2 separate regions of the Anser cygnoides genome follow, and region 1 is linked to region 2. A link is a contact called in public Hi-C data. All regions are on one chromosome and are shown on one strand. The core of a region is the stretch at or near the end of the contact, and the rest is flanking DNA. Distances in the headings are between cores, read along the strand shown. Region 1 holds the start of USP1 (ubiquitin specific peptidase 1). Region 2 holds the start of TM2D1 (TM2 domain containing 1).

Region 1 (4,306 bases), core at 1,241-3,740, 190 kb before region 2:
AATTTCCCTGCAGTAACAATATAAAAGGAGTAAAACACTTGCAGGTTTGTCTGTAACAAGCAGTTACACTTTTTTTCCTTCTCCCACTTAAGTTTTCTAACAGACGTGACAGATTTTCTGTCCAGTACGGGAAAGAGGCAAGTTTATGTCAATATACTGCTCTTCTGCCAGCAGAAAAGAAACACGAAAGCCAGACTATACATTATGAAAACCCAGACCGTCCCTGCCCAAACTCCGATTTCCATCCGTTCAAAATACTGCACCATCATTATCTTCATTTCAGAAACGGGGCATGATAACTCTGCTAGTTTCTGAGAGCTTAAGGCTCGCGCTTACAAGTTTACAGACACTCTGAGCACTGCCAAGTTCGAACACAAGTTCAAAACTTCTCACACTTATTTTTTACCTGAAATAGCACTACAGAAAACAATACTTCAAAACTTATTACAAACAGAAGGAAACAGCTCTATTTTCAGTACCGTCCTGGCACGTAGCCTCACCTGCGCAAAGGCAAGTAAAGGAACACGTAGGGAGATACGTTACCTTTTCTGCTTTTTGCTCTCCTTCTTCTTTCAAAGATTCTTTCTTCTTTGAAATGATATTATATAAATGCTTTACTCCAGTTTTAAAACCAGGACAAAAATATAACACCTAAAAGCAACAGTTTAAAACAAAATAATAATTGGTAAGCTAAGTTATTTGACATCACACGTCCACACTTACAATCCAACTAGCTTTGCACCTCCCGAGGCTGCTGCACAGCACGCGAAGATTTCGGATTATTCAGGGCAGGGACATGGCTGGAGTATGTAAACTGACAAATTAATCATCAAGACAATCCGTGGTGCACACGCTTCCTGCACTATCATCCTTTTCCTGCACTATCATCCTTTTTTCCCCACTGTAACTAGATTCCCTGTATACAACACCCAGACATCTCCTATACAATGTCAAACTAAAAATCTCATCTATTTGTGCTTAACCAAAACAAAAGGATCTTTTTTGAGGCCCCGAAACGCGATCTTACCTGAAGGATGCTGTTCAGGTAACAAGTGTTACCAAGATTATTCAGGCCCACAAAAGGCAACATGTTGTCTTTCTTCTCACAGCTGACAAGCAACGGAGGCTGTGCTGCAGGAACAACCTGGTCACTATAAAACAGTGAAAACAGAATTAATGACTAACGAGCACAGATGAAAACGGTGTCAAGGCATTTCTGAGAATCTCTACATGGCTACTCCAGGCACTCAAAGAGAGGCCAACTCCACCGTAACCCTTCTTTCTAGCAACCTACTCAAAAAGAGGCAGGTTTACGAGAGGCGTGTGTCTGCCATTACTCCCAACACCCACCTCTCAAGAAGCGGAGTGATTTAAGGCACCAGTAAAGCTCTCTTTACAATACTTTTGTGTGTTCTTTGTTCATTCTTAGTGCAGCTCCAAGAAAAACGCTATGTGTGCAGCACATATTTTCTATTACTGTCCCTTGCTCCAGATTCATATCACTTCATTGCTGGGAGCATAACAAGCAAATAAATATAGAAGGGGGGAAAAAAATAACAAAAAACCTGGCGCATTACACACAGCGCTGATGCACTGTACTGATACACCAGACAGAACCACGTCTCAAAGCCTCCAACACGTTTATCGCAATGAGGCAATTTTCCTTCTCCCATTTCACTTCCTCACTAGCTGCAGGGAGACGAGCTGCCGAGTTCACCCAGGGCTCAAACACCCAACAATAACGCACGGCAGTGAGCGGTGGACTCGGTGCTTTTACTCCCAGCATAAGGGACCTTCCATATCCAATGTTTTTTCTGCAGGATTCATTTTGTAAAAGCGACAATTTTAAAGTTTCGATACTTCAGCAGAAGGGGAATCGCTTTCTATCGAGCTGAGCTGAGGGAAACTTTGTCTGAACCTCCCGAGGCAGCCGCCGGCAGCCCGGCCGTGCCGCCGCCCCCCCGCCCCCCGGCTCCCCACGCACACGTCGGCTCCCCGCGGCTCGGGGCTGCTCCCGCCGCCGTCCTGCGGCTCGGCGAAGTCCAGCGCCCGCTTGGCCTCCTTCTTCTGGAACAGCTTCAGCGACAGCCGGCTCCGCTTCGACGGGCTGCCCCGCAACGCCGCTCCGCTCTCGCTGGGGAGCACCCCGGGCATCTTCCCGGCCGGGAAACGCCACCTGCGGCGGGCACACACGGGGCGGCGTCGGACCGGCACCGGCACCCTGGGAGCGGCCCCGGCCCCTCAGCCCCGTCCCTCACGGCCCCGGCCCCACCGCCCCCACCGCCCCCGTGGCCCGCCCCGGCCCCTCAGCCCGGTCCCGGCGCTCACCGCTACATGGCGGCCCTGCGCGTCCCGTCACGGCCCGGCCCGGCCCGTCACGGCCCCGCCGCCCCCGCCCGCCGGGGGCCGTCGCTATGGAGACCGCGGGCCCCGGCCGCGCCGCCCGCCCCGCCACGGGAAACTTGGCGCGTTTGCCTTGCCGCCAGGACCCCCGCCCGCCGCGCTCCTCGCGCCCAGCCGCCGCGGGCTGCCCTGATCAAACGCCCGACACGGAGCCGAAGGCGAGGCTCGCTGGCACCGCGGGGGCATGGTGGCCGTCGGGCTTCACCCGCTCGCTGGGCGGGGGAGGCAAAGCAATGCCTCAGCGAGCGCTCTGCCGGCGGTACCGGCGCCGAACCGCTGTCTCCGCCGTCAGGCAGTGCGGCGGGCAGCCCGCGGGGTCCTGCCTGAGCGCGCGCGGGCGCTGGCAACGGCCTAGGCAAAGGCCCGGGACTCGCGCCGGGGGAAGGGGGGGGGGGGGGGGGCGGCTGGGCCGAACCATTCCGCAAGGACACCCCCGCCCCCCCCCTCCGGAGGCGGAGGTGGATTGATCCAAAGGAAGCCCCGCCCCTCCCCGCCTCAGCCAATCACAGCGGGAGGCGCCGTGAGGCGGCCGCCGGCCCGCAGCGCCCCCGCGCGGCTGGTTGGGGGGGGGGGGCGGCAGCTGCCTGCTGTGAGGAAAAGCTCGGCTGCCTCAGCGGCGGGGAGCGAGCGTTCGGACTTCTTAATAAAAATAATTAAACTGATTTCCAACCCAGCGCCAGTCGTACACGAAACGAACATCTGCACAACACAGAACCGCCCTGTTTATTCAGTAATTCGTCCGTGGCTCCACATGCTGAGAATCACAAGCTCTCGCCTGCACATCCATTGCTGCTCGCATACTTCACAAATTTGGGGGGCTCTGAGAACTGGTCCATATTTACTCCTTATAAGGTCCATTTTTCACAGTTATTCTCTCGTGGGACTTAGTGTGAGATGGGAGAAATATGGCAATGTCACCACAGTAAATATTTCTTATGAAGCATAAATTGGCTATATTAGGTCTGTACACTACAATGCTATGTAATTGAATATTGCTCCAAAATGTCAGAAATCTTTTAAAGGTTCACCTTTTATCTGAGAACTAAGGAGTTCTGTGTGGCACGCAAAGCTTTTAGGCACTGGTGTTACCAGTTGCGTTACGAGAAAAGCCTGGTAAGCCAGGACACTTGTTCATTTAGATCACATCTGTGACTCACAGGAAAACTTTGGTAAAAAAATTCCACCTTACTCACTAAGATATTTTACCCGTTTAGCTTCATAACCGACTTTCAGCCATGCCCAGGCATTGGCCTTAGCTCCACACCATTTTCTGAAAGCTGTTAGTGCTGACCCCGTCCTCGCCACGTGCCTGTGTTTTACTCCCATCCCTTCAGGCAGCTCCCCAGTTGCTCATGTTTATGTCTTTGGGTTTCCTGCACAGCAATGTATAACTTTGCAATTTGCTGTGTCAGATGTGTAAGTGATAGAACAAAATTAGAAGCCTGGCTCTTAGACTAAAGAGTGTTTTTTATAGCCGTTTAATTTTGAAAAGTTCTTGGCGATCTTTTTGGATTTTTTTACCTCGCTATATGAATTAATTATTACTGTAGATCAGTTTCCTTAAATATATATTTGGATTATGGCAGAAGCGATAGATACTCTGACAGTCATGCACACACTTGCTACACGTATTTGGCTATCACTTACAGGGCAAAATACACTCATATGCCTGCATACGGACAGGCCCATCACCCGAGGAACCAAGGTTCAGAGTCTCAAGGTACATATTGAGCTAAAATCTTATTAACCTGTCTAGTGGGACATACAAAGCCTCAAAGCTGGCTGGATAGCAAGCTCCCAGTGGAAGTTAAATGGATTTCGCATTTGTCCGAGTGCCTCAGGGGTCTGGGGTCTGCTGCCCTGCACTGCACCCGTGGGCAGATCCTGTATGGGTTCTGTTGAC
Region 2 (4,560 bases), core at 482-2,981:
ATTTTCACCTCCTAACTAGGAAACAACTTCCCTTCTTCCTAATGCCCCCCCCCCAAAAAAAAACAATAGCAGTTGCACTAAAGCATATAACATGCTAAGGACATATCATTTCATCCTTAAAAAAAGAGATTCCAAATGCCTAACTTCCCAGTCCTTACTCTCAATTTTAATTAATGTAGTGCTTGTGAGAAGTGACAATGTTTTTGACAGTGATGAACAGCAAGTGGGGTATTTATCCATCCAAGATATACAATGTAGACAAAAGAGCTAAGCACTTTTCTCATCAGTGCACCTCAGTCTCGATCTCTCGGAGGGCTGGGTTCATTACAGAGTGCACTCTGTCCCTGGCCTTTCTTTTCCAATTGCTGAAAGGAATGTCAATTTTCATTTGCATACTTTATCTGCTGAATTCTAGACTGCCAATTTAGTTTACACAAATCTCCCAAAAGCTGTTAGACAGCCAGTGATGTGAAATATTGCTGAGATCTTTGTCAGACATCCATATATTTTAAATCAACATTTTTACTGATTCTTTGAGCACCTGGGGCCATAACAGACCTTTCATTGGTACTGACAGACTCATACATAAGTCACCATTCATCCACAAAAATAATCACTGGTGAAACCAGAAGACTTTAGGAAGGGCTGGTTAATAATGACATTCTCTTAAATACCACCTGGGAGTTGTTTCCAACCTTTTAAAGTTTCTATGTCCCCATTTGTTTTTCAGGAAATGCTTCTAGAGCAGACGAAAACTTCTGACAGTAGTGCTGCCTTTCCCAAGTTCGTTCACCACTGAACAGTCTCTTCATTTCAAACAGTCCGTGATCCCCAGCAGCTCACAGCTGAAAAATGATGCTTTCAGAAACAAGCACTAGAAAAATATGGAATAATCTTCAAAAAAGTGAGAAAAAACAAAGGTTGGTAATCACCACAAAATACCTTACAAGGAGCAAACACTGATGAAGATAAAGCTTGCCTGCTCCAGGTATTTTGTATGTATTTCAAAAAAAAAAAAAAAAGAGAAAGAGAGAAAGAAAGAAAAAGTAGAGAAAAAGAAAAAAGAAGAAAGAGAAAGTACTTTAACAGTATACAATCACAATTTTACATGAAAACCCAGGCTGGCTCAAGGGCTCTCCTAGCCAGGCCTGGCAGAGCCGGGCGGGCACAGGCCAGCCGCTTTACCTCACACCTTGAGGAATTTTCTCTGACACTCTCGACGGCGCCCACAGCGCCCGGGACGCTCCCGGGCACCAGGCGGGAGGTTAGGCCTGCCATGCCCAGCCCTCACGCCGGTGATCGCCCCCCGGCCCCGTACTTGTCCTCCAGCTGCCTGCCCACGCCGCTCTCACCCGGCCGAGCCCAGCCCTCGCCAGCCTCTTCCAGGCGACTCCCGGAGCAGGGGACGCCCCCACAGAGCAGCCCCGGGTCCCCTTGCGGCCCTTCACCGCCCCCCGTCGCCCCGCACCGCCCCGCTGAGGCGGGGCCGACATCTTGGGTAAGGGCAGGTGGGCGCCGTCCTCCCCGGCGGCCATCTTTGTCCAGGGTACGAGCCCAGCAGGGCTACACGGGCGCCATCTTAGGTAGGGGCACGCTGTGCCCTCACCGCCGCTCCGAGCTGCCTCAGGAGCCATATTTGCTGAGGTCAACCCCTGAAAGAGCCAAATAAATAAATAAATAAATAAATAAAAGCGGCACCTGCGGCATCCTGAGGGCTGCCCGCAGAGCCGGCTCCCCCGGAGGCAGGGCTATGGGGCTGCTCCTCCCCGCGGCGTCACTGACGGTAGCCGCGGCTCCCAAGATGGCCGCCCGGCCGGGGCGGCGGCCGGCGGGGATGGGGCGCCGGTGGCGAGGGGTGGCCGAGGCCCCGTTCCCTTTCCTCCTCCTCGTCCTCCTCCTCCTCTGGTTCGCAGCCGTGAGGGCAGCGGCGAGCTCGGAGCCGCCGCTCAAGTGCGACGAGCTGCGGCTGGGGCAATATCCTGAGCGCGGCCGCGGCGGGGGGATGGGGGCTGTGGGGGTGATGGGGCTGGCGGCTGTAGGACACTGGGGGGCACCGGGGGTAGGGACGCCCTAGGGTCCTGAGCTGGAAGCAGCGGCAGGGAGGATGTGTGTGGTGGTACAGGTTTATTTGGGGGTGGCGTAGCGTGTGGCTGTGTGCAGGTCGGGGTGCGCCTGGTGTTCAACGAGAAGATCCCGTGTGATGGGAGACCCTCCTGCCCCTTCGCCTTCTTGTGTTCGTTTTCAGGACGCTCAAGTGAGAGCCAGTGTCTTCCCAAAATGTTGGGTCTGCCTCCCCCAGCCAAGCGAGAAGGTCTCAGGTGTTAGCCCAAGCTGCAAGTTGTTTCCAGAGGCGCGTCAGGCCTTCCCGAGGAGATGGATGGTGAGGGCAGCTGGCCGTTGGCGACGTGGCTGCAGATCAAAAGTGTCAGGAAAGCAAAGCTTGGAAAAAAAGCTAACTTCATCTCCTGCCTTACTTGACCGTGGGAGTTCAGACCTCAGAAAGTTTGTTCCTGCTCACGTTTTCTTTAGTCCAAATTCCTGGCGTTTCCGATGTTCGTTTTTAGGTGTTCTTTGAATTTTGTTTGTTATTGTAGCTTTAATCTTCTCAACCAAATGCCTCGGTTTAAAGGTACTCCGGTATCAAAATAAGGAAGGAAGCATAGGCTGGGGTTCTACCTTGTCGCCTTCAAATACAGAGACTGTGACTGATAAATATTGTAGTTCCCTTAGGTAGTGCTGACTGCAGCACTAATTAAACGTGGAGCTTATGCAATATATTGATGTATTAAATTGGATTAGCAGATTTGCTCTATGGTAATATGCTGTTCCTATTTTGGGGGATGGGGAGGGAGGAAAACTGACATCAAGGTACATCTTTAATCCTCAGAGGTTAAAGAGGGTGGAATAAATTAATGTTAAACCCGTTGTAGTGTTTGATATGAAAAATGTTTTCCTCAATTACCTGAACATATATGTGTGATGAGCCTAAAATAGACAATAGTACACAAGAACCAATGAATTGTACAAATCACACGGCATATGGTAAGGATTTCTAATTTCTAACATATATTGACAGTAATTACATTTTCCAAGGAAGTATTTAATTCATGCATTTATGTATCTGCTAGATGAGCTTTTAAAACATGGGATTAGTAATGTCATTAGTGTGAAAGCCTGAAACATTTGTGTACATTGGATGCTTCACTGAAAATGAATAAATACGTTGTTTCTCACTGGTATGTTTTTAAGTGAGGTTTCTGGTAAACCTCTTCAAAGTATATCTTCTAGGCCCTGTCCTTCACTACTGTGATTAGAGCAAACCATTCCTGTCCTACTCAGTTTTGCATATACTTAGAAGAATTGACATATGGCAGAGCAGCCTCAAAACCTTCAAAATCTTAAAAATCCTTTTAAGGAAGGATGGTGCCTTCCATCATCAAGAGTTTTTGGTGACATGAGGGTCTCTTTTGAAAGCAGTTACGCTTATTTTGATGTTAAATTTCAGATTTTCTTTGGAGTACAACAGAAACACAGTTAAATTTGTCGCTTGCTTTATTACATATGGTTAGTTTTTCTGGTGTTTGCAGGCATTGAAGTAAATGGTCTCTTTGTTAGCTAATTTGCTTAATGTACACTCGTGTTTAAAATGCGTGCGTATGCTTGTTGTCTTTCAGATTTTACTGTGTATAAACACTAAATAATTTTCTTTATTGGGATGCTTAGGGATAGTGGAGGTTTTCCAAGTACTTTTCAGAGACTGGATGAAAGTACTTTCCAAAATACATCCCCCTGTAAGTTATTCAGTCCTTTACATCATCTTTGATATTGTGTCCCTGATTATAGACAGGCAGTCAGTGAGCCAAAGAATATTCTGTAGTTTGGTCACAACTCACATTGGTAGTTGTGTCTAACCATATGATTGTATTCAATATACCATACATTTGCTTCAGAGTGGAGGAGGTTGCTGAATTTATTAACGTGTTCATTTCTATATCTGTATAGAATTTTTACACATACAGCAGTCTTTAGATTGTCCTCACAGTATGAGTCATTTCCTCTATCATTATTATCTAAATAATAAAAAGTTGGTCTTAAAGCTCATGCTTGAAGCACTACAGTCTCTAAACATCTTTCTGGATTTCATCATCCAAACAAGTAGGGGTTTAATTCAAAGCATCCAAGTAGTCTCATAGAGTAGCGGGTTTGGAGCCGTACTGGCATGACTCTGACAAGAAGACCGTGTCCTTCCCTGTGTCAATATTTTAACTGCTGTGGGCTTCTTCTAAATAGAAAGCACTGCTTTCTTTGCTTAATTTTTGGAAGAGAAAAAATGTTGTTTTCTGTAGTTGTATCAGATGAGGCACGTTGATCAGTAACTTCCATGTACGACTTCATGACAATTAAGTCCAGACATAGCTTTCTTTTTTTTCCCCTGTTACAGATACTGACCATCTGAACTTAATTTTTAACTTAAGTTTTGAGATGGTCCTACACAATGTGGATAGATATTTTAAAAAATAAATAAATCCAAGTCCTCATCTTCTTTCCTTTGGGTATTAC

Evidence for each region. A called contact is a pair of places that touch in the nucleus more often than the background predicts.
Region 1: a Hi-C map of liver shows a contact between it and region 2, with 6 times the contacts expected there. The contact joins the promoter of USP1 here to the promoter of TM2D1 in region 2. A contact is called at or near these places in 2 of 7 Hi-C or Micro-C datasets (both in liver).

Annotation. Positions count from the first base shown.
Region 1 is chr8:30,823,058-30,827,363 of Taihu_goose_T2T_genome, reverse strand. It overlaps USP1 (ubiquitin specific peptidase 1), which reads right to left and starts at 2,490. Exons shown (of 8, transcript XM_067001729.1): 1 at 2,329-2,490; 2 at 1,985-2,176; 3 at 1,028-1,151; 4 at 1-7. The coding sequence starts at 2,154.
Region 2 is chr8:30,636,991-30,641,550 of Taihu_goose_T2T_genome, reverse strand. TM2D1 (TM2 domain containing 1) reads left to right here and starts at 1,731. Exons shown (of 7, transcript XM_067001728.1): 1 at 1,731-1,978; 2 at 2,973-3,042. The coding sequence starts at 1,751.